Linked DNA regions of Callithrix jacchus: region 1 is linked to region 2. Evidence: chromatin contacts called from public Hi-C data. All regions are on one chromosome and are shown on one strand. Each heading gives the region's core, a stretch centred on a gene start, on an enhancer-like site or on the middle of the called end of the contact. The rest is flanking DNA. Distances are from core to core; before and after follow the strand shown.

Region 1 (6,327 bases), core at 2,891-5,390, 270 kb after region 2:
CTGACTGTTTTTGTATTTTGCTCTGCTTCGTGATCACCCCTTTCACTCCTGACAATATCCAGCTCTCTCACAAACACATGCCTTTGGCCACAAGGGGGACTGGGTGGGAGACCGTGGCTGGATCAGTTCAAATCCATCACCCCCAGTGGGAGACAACTCAAACCACATGTGTGGTGGCCCCAAGCCACTCAAGCCATCCTAGTGGACAAAGGCAGCAGGGTCACAATGACTAAACACAGTGCAGGCTGCCAGGAGACTTTATGCTTCCCTCCGCCTGGGCTCACGTGTGTATGCCTTTCCAGTGATTTTGCATCATTTTCTGTATCATTTTAAGCATCATTAAGAAATGGGCAAAATCCATGTATCCTTTTAAATTGCCCAATTCTGAAATGCTCTGTCAGCATTCTGGAGAAGTTAAAATACAATGATTGCAGGAAGGAATCATTCTAGTCCATGTTTTCGTGCATTTGCTCTGCCCACATACATGAGAACTCACTTGCAAATATCTAGAGCCTTGATTTGGCTCCAAGTAGTTTTTTATCAAATAGGTTAATCTGTGAAGCGTAGCTTAAATAGGTCAGCAAAATTGTTTATCTTAATACAATTTTTCTTAATAAAATAAGATCTATGGATTTTAATCTAATTTAAAGACGTCCATCTTTCTTTGTTACTATTTCTTTTGCTATTCTGTTAGCTTCTCTTTCTCCCAAATGTCTTTTCATTCAGAGGTTACAGTTTTTCTGTTGCTTCATTCTACACATTTCTTTGAACATCTCCATTTGCCATCTTCATTTTCTAGGGTCCTGTCTGCAGGGTGATGGTGGGGACAGGGGCATGGTCAGCAGAGGGCTGGCTGCTTCACAGCGTGGCTCATGGAACTTCCTGTGTGGTCATCTGCACACTCTCCTCCATCAGCTGATGTCCAGGCTCCTGTGGAGGACTCTGATGGGCATGAGGGGGGGCAGCCACAAGAGGAGAAGACCTCAGTTCCCTGAAGCCCCATGGGAAGGCCATGTGTCTTCATCAAGCACATCTGCCCTTATGATTTTCAGGGACCTTTTCCTTTGACCATGGGGCAGTGTGGGTGGGCCAGCACCCCTCCTGAGTCATGTATGGGAATATGCTTGCCTCTCAGGGGCATGGACATTGCTCTCCATGTGCAGGGGAATGTGCACCTCTGCAGAGTGAACGGTGCTTTTGCATGCCCAGGTACAGGTGATGGCACAGGCTGCCTGCTGTAGTGCCACCCTGCCCACCCCATCTCCTCTGGCCACCCCACCCAGATATTGTCTCCCTGACTGGCTCCCAGCCTGGAGACCCTAAAGTGGGCTTGCAGTCCTGTCCTCTCTCTTCTCTTCATTTGCAGGGATTCTTCTCCATGCCTTGTTCACCAGGGGCCTTTCCTTTTCCCTTTATGAAATTCCAAGCAGAAGAAACAGGCAGCAAACAAAAAAGCCTCATGAGGCTGCCTGCTTCTTTCTCTGCAATACCATTAGGGTGATATCACAGCCCTGATTCTTTCAAAGACCGACAAGGGGAGAATGAGTATAAGGAAGTTCTGACAGCTTCCAGGTCAAATTCTGAGCTGGAGCTCAGTTTATTCTCTCTGAAAATCCAGCTAGAACTACAGAAAAGGTGCCGATCTCCATTTTTATGAGAGAATAATGGATTCTGCATTGTCTAAGCCACTGTCACTGGCCTCGGTCTTTGTAGCCAGCCCTAACCTGGTCTGACAGAGAAACTGCGAGGGAGGGGATACAGGTGGGGAAGTGGTGAGAACAGGTGAGGCAGGAGCACATGCCACAATGCAGGACATAGGGAGGGGTGAGCCAGGAGAGGTGGGACGCAAAACTAGAGACCGGCGGGCTCCTTCTCTGACCAGCTAGGAAACTTGGTCCTGAATCCAACAAGAGCCATAAAGGGAACCAATCCAACGCTCAGACAATGCTCTGATGTTAGGTGTTTATCTAGCAGCTTCACATCTGTTTTCATCGGGAGAATGTAGGATGAATGAGTGTGTGCAAAGAAGTGTGTGTTTCTGGGTGGGAACATGTGTGCGAATGCATGTATGTGCGTGTCTTGGGAAGGCATGGTCCAGCTTTTAATACATATCTTCCAAGTAGGAAGTAACTGTGGCAATAAAAAATAGAAAACGTGAAGGTCCAAACTATGAAAAGTATGAATTGTCAGACCATATGGGAGATACATGGAAAAGAGAGATGGAGTTAAAGTAACGAAAACTCGGTTACTGATTAGATGAGGTGGCCGCACAATTCGCCCCAGGCTTATTACACAATAAACAATCAGTATGCAGGTATCCAGCACGTGAAAGGGTAAATTAATTTCAATTTATACTAAAGATTTTAATTTGCACTTTCAATTTTCCAATATCTGTGAGGGATAATAAATGCAATGCATGCGTTCTTAGGGAACCTGTCATCTCCTACACTGCAGTCCATTGAGCCCGCAGAACAGTTCGCAATGAAGTACCAACTTTAAAATCCTTGACATTCAGCGCGTGCTGTTTAAAGCAAATCTACTTGTCTTCTTTTTGATGCTGATTTCACAGTGGTTAGACTGCGCCTGTGTCCGCCTTGAGCGACGGAGCCTCATGCACTCTGCAGAGCACCCCTTTGCCCATCGGTGTGATTACTGCTTGGGAGATCAGTTTGACCTGAGCGTCTGCCTTTGTACAACTAAAACTGGAAAGTGGTTTCTTGGTTATCAGTTTTCTACAACAAATAATACATTCACATCCAGTAGGATGTTTGCCTATCACATTCCCATGGTACAAAGTATCACTAATATTTTCTCCATAAAAGCTTGCACTGGGGCTGCCATCGGAGTTTCCCACCTTTTGTATTTCCTCTTCTCTTGCTAGTGATATAAACTGACACCAGGGCCAAAGTGCTCATTGAGGGTGCTCCAAACCTCATTTTTCCTCTTATATTTACACTTCTGTAAAATACTTAAGACAACCCATTCTCAGATTCGTTTGTTTGTTTGTTTTTTGATTTGTTTTTTTGAGACAGAGTCTCACTCTGTCACCCAGGCTGAGGTGCAATGCCTCAATCTTGGCTCACTGCAACTGCCACCTCCCAGGTTCAAGCAATTCTCCTGCCTCAGCTTCCCGAGTAGCTGAGAATACAGGCACACATCACCATTCCCAGCTACTCTTTGTATTTTCACTAGAGACAGGGTTTCACCATTTTGGGTGGGCTGGTCTTGAACTCCTGACCTCAGAGGATACACCCTCTTCGGCCTCCCAAAGTGCTGGGATTACAGGCATGAGCCACTGTGCCCTGACCATTCTCATGTTCCATGGGGACAAACAGAAAACAATTCAAGAGGTGTTACAAGTGTGTACCCTTCCCTTCCACAGTGAAGAGAATGCGTTTTCCAAATGGATTCTAACCTCATCCAGTTCTGTGTAGGCAGGAAGACCACATTGTTCTCAGCTTGCCTCTGAAACCCTGAGCTCATGAATCTTCCACAACCCTTCTGTGCACTGCCATGCCACTATCTGGTGATTGATAAATCAGGTCCACATCTTTCCTGCCCCTGTGTGTCTAACTGCTCACTGGGACCATGCTTGACTACAGAAGAACCTTCTTGCTAAGTGCAGTCCCAGCCACTGTATCTTTCAGTAAGAAAGAGCAGTTCATAACTTCCTGGGGGTTTGCCCTGGGGGACTCTGGAACATAAAGCTCAAATATGACTTAGCAGTTGATATTTGAGAATGCAAGTTGAGTGACATAGACATCCCAATGTAAGACAATGGTTACATTTGGGGTCTGGATGAGTGTCATGTTTATCAGGCTGGTGTCAATTGGGAATCCCTGGAAAGGAAGAGCGGTTCTTGTATGCTGTGAGGGGGATTGGACTCTAGCTTTGCCAGGTGGAATGATTAAGGTTTGCATTGTGGAATTACAAGGAACTGTATGTACAGAGACAGGAAATTGAAAAGCCGAGAAGAGCGGATCCCAAGTGGGCAGCCCAAGTGGCCTGGAAGGAGATATGAGACGAAAACAGAACTAAGTATGCAGAAAAATAACAACCGAGCTTTGGGGAATGATCCCAGAGGCACCGGCCAAGTGTGTAAAGCAGCGTGAAAACTGACCTAAGTGAATTTCTCCTCCCAGCAATTGTCAGTTCTTTGGATAAACAAAGCACTCAGTGTTACATGGGGGAATATGTCTCCTCCTCTCCCCACAGCCTTGCTACCAGATTATCATATAAGAAAAGAAGGTCTTAGTATTAAATTTGCAAATCAAACAGTCCCTTTTTGGCACAGGTCATTCAACCTATTCTAACGGCTGAGGAAAACTTCCCATCCCTCTTTAGGATCTTCAGATGACACCTCCCAGGAATACCTCACTTGAGAATGGACCCAGGGACATGCTGGTGGCAGGACCAGCCATGCTTGAAGTTGCAAGAAAGGACAGAGTCCTGATGGGGTGGAGGGATGTGGGACCGACTGGCTTCAGCCCTTGGGATGCTTTGGCCATGATAGGAGGTGATGAGTTTGCCAAATTTGCATATGGGAGATGTCACTGGTGTGCAGGGAGTGAACGAGGATGAAGGCATAAGTGAGCTTTGCCAGAGATCAAGAACAAGGCATTGGATGAAAGTCCAGGAAGAGCATAAGCTGGTCATTTAGGAGCTCTGAAACCCCCCCAGGGGACGGGAGAAGCAACAGGTATTCTGCTGCGTTCCTGAGCAGTGAGGTCCTGAAAACAAGACAAAAGAGTCGAGGCCACAAAACGTCCGGGTAGGCAAACAGAGCCTTGCCTCTCACAACCTGGGGAGCAAGAAACAGCAGCGCCAGATGGTGCCAGATGGAACCGTGTCCTGAAGGCTTGGTGCCCAAGCGGGGAGCTATGGGCAGCCCGCCTGTCTCACTCAGCTAAACATGGTACAAATGAAAACATTTGTCTTGAATGAGAAAATAAATCACATCAAATTATAACTTAAGTGGAAACACACACACAGAAATCATAAACTGCTAGACGTCTATGATTATATTTGCCTCCAATTTTCGGTTGCATATCTTTGATGGTCTTTTTAAGTGACAGTGGTTTCCTAGTATGTTTTCTATGCAAAAACTGAAAAATAGTTTAGTCTTTGCTCTAACTTGCTTGTTTAAAATTCATTTGTGTATGTGTTTCCTATAGTGACACTAATAACAGTTTAGTCTTTGCTCTAACTTGCTTGTTTAACACTTACTTGTTTTTATCTTGAAACATGGAAAAGCAGAAGACACACAGAGCTCTGGCATTTGCACTGCTGATGTGGGCTTGTGCTTTACAGACACCGGAATCCGGATAAATTGTATTTCATAAGATTTCCATCCAAAGTTAAAAAGAAACTACTAATATACTCCTAAGTATTAATGCTGCCTTACTGGGTCTGTTTCTGACAGGAGAGAGCATCCATTTCACTGAGGAAATCTATTTACAATTTTACACATCTGGGAATTGGATGACATTCCCACAGGCTGGCTTTTAGTGCCGTGTGTGTGTGTGTGTGTGTGTGTATAAAATTATATATGTATGACTATTTATATATGTAATATATAATATATATTCATTTTTTTTTTAAATTTTTTATTTGATTATAGGTTTTGGGGTACATGAGCAGAGCATGCGAGACAGTTGCATAGGTACACACATGGCAGTGTGCTTTGCTTTTCTTCTCCCCTTCACCCACATTTGGCATTTCTCCCCAGGCTATCCCTCCCCACCTCCCCCTCCCACTGGCCCTCCTCTTTTCCCCCCAATAGACCCCAGTGTTTAGTACTCCCCTTTCTGTGTCCATGTGTTCTCATTTTTCATCACCCACCTATGAGTGAGAATATGCGTTGTTTCATTTTCTGTTCTTGTGTCAGTTTGCTGAGGATGATTCATTTTTATGTAATTATGTGAAATATAGATATATATAATTATTTTTTGAGACAGTTTCGCTATTGTTGCTCAGGCTGGAGTGCAATGGAACGATTTCGCTCACTGCAATCTCCACCTCAAGTTCAAGCAATTTTTCTGCCTCAATCCCTCGAAGTAGCTGGGATTACAGGTGCCTGCCACCACATCCAGTTAATTTTCTGTATTTTTAGTTGAGACACGGTTTCACCATGTTGGCCAAGCTGGTCTTGAACTCCTGACCTCAGGTGATCCATCCTCGTTGGCCTCCCAAAGTGCTAGGATTACAGGCATGAGCCACTGTGCCCGGCCACAGTGCCATGTATTTTAAGACTCTCTTCTCATCTGTCCCACAGGCTTTTGTGCCAACACCTTCAGGACACAATCCTATCCTAGGACCTATTTCCAC
Region 2 (6,570 bases), core at 1,082-3,581:
CTCCCAATTAGTTATTTCAGAACCATCTTGTCTAATGAATACCTTGACAGGCGAAAGTAAGTTGACCCCAGCAGTCACCAAGTGTCTTCTAGCTCCTCTGCTCCAGTTCAGAGGGAAACAGGTAACACTTTTGAGTGGTGTCTTTTCTCTGGTGGTATAGAAGCTTATCATGGATGCTCAGTCTCACACGTTAGCTTTTTATAATTAAGGAGCTAAAGTGCATAGAAGGTAGGAGAGGAGAGTATGCTGTGTCCACTGGCTAGAACTTCACTGAGGAAGGTTCGCCTCTTCCCCTTCAAATTCTCACCAAGCCAGGTAAGTGGTTTTCATGGAGACTGGGCTGTGACAACAGCTGAGATGCCAGGTGTTCAGAGTAGCGCACGGGCACCCCACTCACAGAGAAGGTTCTGAAGTGGATGGAATCGCTCCAGGGGAAAAGCACACTTAGGCAGGGAGCCCGGCTTTTCTTCTTCCTTCTTCTCTGTCTATAATGTGCTCCTCTTAAATAAGACTTCATAATGCCATAAACTGTTCTGGAAATCTGAGTCCCTCTGGAATTTTCATGATTTTAGGGAACTAGAAATTTTTTTACAAAAATCTTACGTAAAAAGGTGAATTAGAATTAACTTTTAAAATTGTAAGAATTAACTTTTAGTATTGTAAGCAAAACACTAAACGAGACAAGGATAACCACAAGAAGATAGGCTGTAAATAGACAGATAATTAACTTTCTCTTGTAAATACACCATAATTATTTTTTAGACATTTTATATCATTTGCAGTTAGCGCCCTCTGGTGGTTCTAAAAAAGGTCCTATGGGGAGCGTCAATCTGATGTTGGTCACCCTACATACTATTTGTATCCTCATTTGGTAGTGAAGAATTTCAAAAGTTAATGCATAAATTCTTGCGTTATGTTATTTTATCAAATTAAAATAACTATACTGAGAAATTCTGATTTATTGACTCTTTAATTTTCTAGATCTCCTGGAAATTTATTGAGAGAATCAAACGTAGTTCTTCCTAAAAGTCAACTACTATTAACATTTTATACGGCAACTTACTACTGGTAACAATGCAAGGTAATATTTGTTAACTGTCATTGGATAGGTTCATGTTAAAAATCCACCTAGCAACCAATGTGACACACCTGCTTTCTCATTCACCGGATGCAGTATGAAGACACAGAGCTGCATTCCCGTAAGACAGCAAAATTTGCAAATGTCACTTGTAAGTGGCAGAAGTAAAAGCATGCACTGAAAAAGAGTAAGACTTGCCCTCATGTCCAATCATGGCCCAGGGCACGAACATTGCTGCCGGTGTCACGATAAGCTCAGCGGGTTCAGGCACTATTATGTTTGAAGTACGCCCTGATTCTTGGAGCATTAACTTTAGTATTGAAATGCTAAGCACTGAAAAAAGATGTACTTTTCTTTATTTCCTTCACTGAGAATAAGCAAGGGTACAGAAATACCCCAATTTATAAAGAAGGCGGAGGAGGAGGAGGCGGAGAAAGGGTGGGGGAGGAGGATCGGAGGAGGTAGGAGGGAATGGAAAAGGGAGAGATTTGCTCTTCATGACGGCTTTCATGCAAACATGAATAGCTTTAGATTCTTCCTAAGTTCTTTAGAATAAAATACAATGAATTTCCTCACATTTTTCCTAATGTTACATCATAACGCTGGCAAACCGTTTAGCCAGGAAATAAAATATAAATATTGGTGGAAGTCCACTCATCGGTGGTCGCTCAAACAGTTAAAAAAAAAGTGCACAGCAGCATCTTGAAAGTAGGGTTCCACGGAGCCATGAACATTCATAGCACCTAATAAACCAGCGGCACGGGGATTACGAGCCGCTAAATGGCAAGGATTAGGAGCTCCCATCTCGCGGACTTACCGCCCTTTTCCATCCAGCCCGGCAGCTCCGCGGAAGAGGGAGGATGCGGGACGCTCGGGCTCCCTGGCGCTGCCGCTGTGGGTCCCGGGGCGCACGCAGGTGCCTGCGGAAAACAGCGGCGACACGGCAGTGAGACGGCGGGGTCGCGGGAGAGAAGCCGCGGGGGACTCGCCTCCAGCTGTGGGGAAGCGCGGTTTCCGCGCGCCGCGGGGAGCGCCCGGGACTCACCTGCTCGGCCACCTGCGCCAGCAGCAGCCACAGCGCCGCGCAGCCTCGCCATCCGCACTCGCGGGGCTTCATCCAGGGGCGCTCAGAGGGGCTGGGGGCCTCCGGAGGGTCCCCGGCCGGCAGCGTGCGAGCGGGCAGGGAGTACTGGACCCCGTCAGAGCGCGGGAGGATTCCCCACAGCGACTCTGCGCCGCGCTGGGGTTATTACTGGGGCTCCGCGCGGCGCGGGGGGCGGAGTGGTAGCCGCGGCGGCGGGGGCGGCGGGAGCCGTGGGAGAGCCGACGGGGGGCGGGCAAGGGAGAGGTGAGGGGAGGAGGCGAGGGCAGCGGGGGTCAGAGGACCGAGGAGGGGAGAGGACAGGGACAAAGAGCGGAGGGGAGGAGGCGAGGGCTGCGGGGCGCTGGGGCGGAGGCGGGCGGGGAGCAAAGGGGAGGCGTGGACCGCGGCTGAGCAGCGGGAGGAGGACGCGGGAGGATGGAGCTGCCCCCGGCCCGCAGTCCGGGCCCCGCTGGGTGTGCGGGGACCAAGCGGCTGGAGAGGGGACCGGCCCCCGCGCTGGCGGTGCACGGGGTGGACCTCCGGCCGGTGCGCGCTCCTGCCCTGCCCCGGGGCTGGGACTCGGCAGGGCTCCGGCTGCTGCAGTCGCTCCGCGGGCTCCCACCCCGGGGGCCGCACCGGCGCCGCCAGAGGCCAGGACACCTGCAGCCCGCGGAGCGCGGCGGGGCGGTGTCGCTGCGCCAGGGCACAGCTGTGGGGACACTGGGTGCGAAAACGGGGCGCTCGGACCTGAGGGAGCCGCGGACCTGCTTCTAACAGCGTGTGCGTCGCTCTGGAGTTTGCAGAGCGATGGGAGACCAGGCAGCCGAAGAGGAAGTTCTTCCCCGCGAGGTCTGCCCCGGGTGGTGGAGGCGCTCCTGGTCCCGGGGTCACGGACGCCCTCGACTGGCCAGGCCGCGGGTGCCGGTGACTGGCTGCTGGGTGCAATCCTTAGGGAGGTCTCGGGGCTGCGGAGGGGCCGGAGCCTCGGCCGCCTCTGGGGTCGATCGAGATGCTGAGTGGACAAGGGGGCAAGGAGGTAGCAGGTGTTTGGTCACTCTCCTGGCCAGAGTTCTGAGTAGCTAGATGGGGTGTGTGAAGCAAGGATGGACCTGTGCCTGGGTGTGCCCGGGTGTACACCACCACCTGGCTGCATGTGCGCGAGGACATGCTGTGCGCCCTCAGGACTGCGCGCGTGGGAGTGCGTGTTTGCACACGTGTGTGCGTGTGCGCTCCCCTTCCCTGGCTCCTCTCCCACCCCTCACCTTCTAGGGGGTTCTGGGCCTTTCGCCGCCCTTTGGCTCCAGTGTCCCTCATAGAAGGCTTAGCAGGACATTGCCTCTTTTGCACACTTTGGAGAGGGGGATGAATGGGGGAAATGGTGTCCTGGCATCTGGCTTTTTTGCCCAGCCTGTCCTGTGGCAGCCTGTGGGTCCTCAGGGAGAGCTCCCAGCAAGCCTCCTGCTAGGGCTGTCCTGAAGCGCCAGACCCCAGGCAGGGGCAGCAGAACCGCCTGGCTGTGTGTGGGTCATCCCCATTCCATAGCGACACACGCCCCTCTCTTATTCATTTATTTGAAATAATTCTTCAAAAGTGAAACTTTTTTTTTTTTTTTTTTTTTTTACTATTTTTAGGCTGGTATTGCAGGACGTTAAAACACCTGGCACCCTTCCCTTCTGCCAACGCCTAACAAGTGTCTGCCTCAGCTTACACCTCACGGAGCTTACACTTACCTGGAAGGGGAGTTGGGCAGTGCCTGGAAGTCTCCAAAATCTCCTGCCTGCCGGCAGATTTCCCTTGCCCTGAGTCCACTGCACGCTTGATATACGGGGATCTCTGCGTACTTCTATGCCCAGTGTAACATGAAAGGGAGTGAGATTTTTCCAGTCTGATGTTCTCATGGAGATACCCAGGGGCCTTCTTCTATAAGTTCACACAGATGGAATAAAAGAAAAATGGCTGATATAAAAGGATTCACTCTTAGGATGTGCTTACAAAGAGTGAGAGCAGAACAGTGCTTCCTGAGTCTCTTCACTGTGAAGAAAGAACACCATTCTTTAGAATGACTAGTTTCCCGGTTCCTCTAGCTGTGCATGGAATTCAGCGCTCCTCCCACAGTGTGGATGTCTCCAGATAACACAGAGAGGTGGTCAACTCCAGCCTATAGAGGCCAGGTTGGGAGCGGAGATGTGCAACACACAAGAGGGCCGAGTTTAAGAACAGCCATCCAACATGGTGCCTGTCAGTCTCAGGGAGGGATGGAGAGGAGGGGAGGGGCCCCGGCAAACTGGAGTACACGTCTGCCTTCAAAGGGACTGTTGACACTCGGTGGCTACAGCATGGGTGTTGCCATACTGTCTGGGGGATGGAAGTCCAAATACGTATGTGGAGTTCTGTCAACTTAAATGTGTCTCAGGAAAGTAACCCTGAGGACAAATATTGGAAGGGTCAAAGCAAACCGCCAGGCTCAAAGTCCTTCACTTTGCAGCCCTTCAAGAACGTAGCACTCAACTTTGAGGTCAGAGCTTAGGAAAGTAATTTTGTCATCGTTTGGATCCAGGGTCAGAAAACTCACGACTGCCTAAGACCAAATCTGGCCAGCTGACTCCTTTTGTAAATAGAGTCTTATTGGAACGTGATCGATTTGTTTGCATATCGTCCGTGACTGCTTTCACCATGGCACAGTCGAGTCATTGCCGCAGAGACTGTGCCCTGCAAAGCTGACACTATTTACCCTCTGGCCCTTCACAGAAAAATGTTGCTGTTAATTATTTACACGTTCACAGTCACCACTTGTTTCCTTTCAGACAGAGGGTCTCATTACTTAGGAGGTTATTTTGAATATCATGTAGATGTTCAATAGAGAATAAAAATCGATTCAAAAATAAAAACGATGTGCTTAGCAAAGACTCTGAGAGAGAGTATCTCCTAATGGCTGCCTGCTCCTCCATGCCCAGCGCCCTTTCCAAATCAAAGGAGCCAGGGCTCTTTCTCATGTGGAAACAGATGGCATTTTAGATTATAAGGATCAAACTTTGTCATAGCCCCTTTCTAAATTGCATAAACTTTAAAGCAATGCAAAGGGGCACGCTACCTTGTCTGTAAAACCACCGTCCACTGAAACAGAGGGAAGTGGATGTGTCTGTGCCCTGGGAAGATCCTGTTTAGTCTGTAAATCTCCTCCTTCCTCATCTCACAACCAGCTCAAACTCATCAGGTTTCAAAGCAGTCATCATTGTGTTGGGCATCAACACATTTCCTTATTGGAAAAGATCACAAGGATTGGATGAAAATGTATTTCGTAGTTCATATTGTTTTCTGAAAGGTTAGTCATTCTTTATTACTTTATAGAAATTATAAGAGCACAATTTCACTAAAACACAAACACGATAATGTCAAATACCTTTCCAGTGTGGAGGCCTGTGGATGGCTCTTGTCCTTCTTTGCAGGTGTCAGGTGAGAAAGCCAAGCCTCAGGAAGGTAAAGCAGGCCTCCTGGCCCCGCAGGGTCAGCGCGCTCGGGCCTCAGACACTTCCTGCCTCCCAGCCCCGCTCTCAGCCCCCTGCAATAAGATGATGTATGGGCTGAAAGCAGTGAGGTGCCTCCCTCTCTCCCAGTGCTGACTGTACCCCCACAATGTGAGAAAGTCCCAGTAAAAAACAAGAAAAGGAGATTTTGACAGAAGAAACTTTAAATTAATTACATAAAATGTAGAACTCACTATGAAGCTGGACTGAGCATAACTGGAGAAATGAGAGGGCACTGGAAGACTGGCTCCTCCCGAATGGCTGGCGACACTGGACACAGCCCCCTGGGCTTCCTCACTGCCCCTCGGCCAAGTTGTAACTGATCCCCGAGCATCTCAGCTCAGCAGTGCTAATGGCGCGAGCGTGCCCTTCAAATGCCTAGCGGTAACGAGATCACGTCAGCTGGTGGTTTTCAGGAAAATTCTATTCGTCGCTACGTTCTTGTCTCTGCCCTCCTCCCTTACTTTCATTCTTGACTGATTTTAGTAAAAAGAAGAAAGGAAAATTGGGAATCAATGAGGACAGACAATAGTAGATTCCCAAATTTACAATATGGCATTTATAAGCTCCTTTCCTTTTATTATTAAACACTGAAAAATGTATGTTAAATAGTAATAATGTATCTTATACGACAATTAGTACTATCATATCAATTGTGTATCATTTTCTAATAATAGATTGAGTGTTTGTTATTATTTTACTGCCATTGCTATTGGTATCCCATCCGTCTCTTGCGTGAGTCCCTTCACTCTCCCCCGGGGCTGAAGCTCAGTCACTCAGACACCTCGGGAAAGAAGGCTCAGTACTTTTCCCTGCAGTCTTCTGGTTCGTGCCATCACTGGCTTCTGTCAAACATATTTTCTTCAAATGGGTACAAAGGATGC

The links. A called contact is a pair of places that touch in the nucleus more often than the background predicts.
Region 1: a contact with region 2 is called in a Hi-C map of induced pluripotent stem cells, with 3 times the contacts expected there. The contact joins the enhancer-like site here to the promoter of ADAMTS16 in region 2. A contact is called at or near these places in 2 of 3 Hi-C or Micro-C datasets (induced pluripotent stem cells and skeletal muscle).

Annotation. Positions count from the first base shown.
Region 1 is chr2:201,018,356-201,024,682 of calJac240_pri, forward strand. The region is part of intron 2 of LOC128931407; the gene reads left to right. Among named protein-coding and RNA genes, the nearest start is that of ADAMTS16, 270 kb to the left of the region's middle. Within about 2 kb of position 4,141, at least 3 of the 16 cell types and tissues checked have an H3K27ac peak or open chromatin away from gene starts, as enhancers often do.
Region 2 is chr2:200,750,849-200,757,418 of calJac240_pri, forward strand. It overlaps ADAMTS16 (ADAM metallopeptidase with thrombospondin type 1 motif 16), which reads right to left and starts at 2,332. Exons shown (of 22, transcript XM_035291797.3): 1 at 2,124-2,332. The coding sequence starts at 2,175. It overlaps LOC144581629, which reads left to right and starts at 2,208. Exons shown (of 2, transcript XR_013532698.1): 1 at 2,208-2,323; 2 at 3,794-6,383.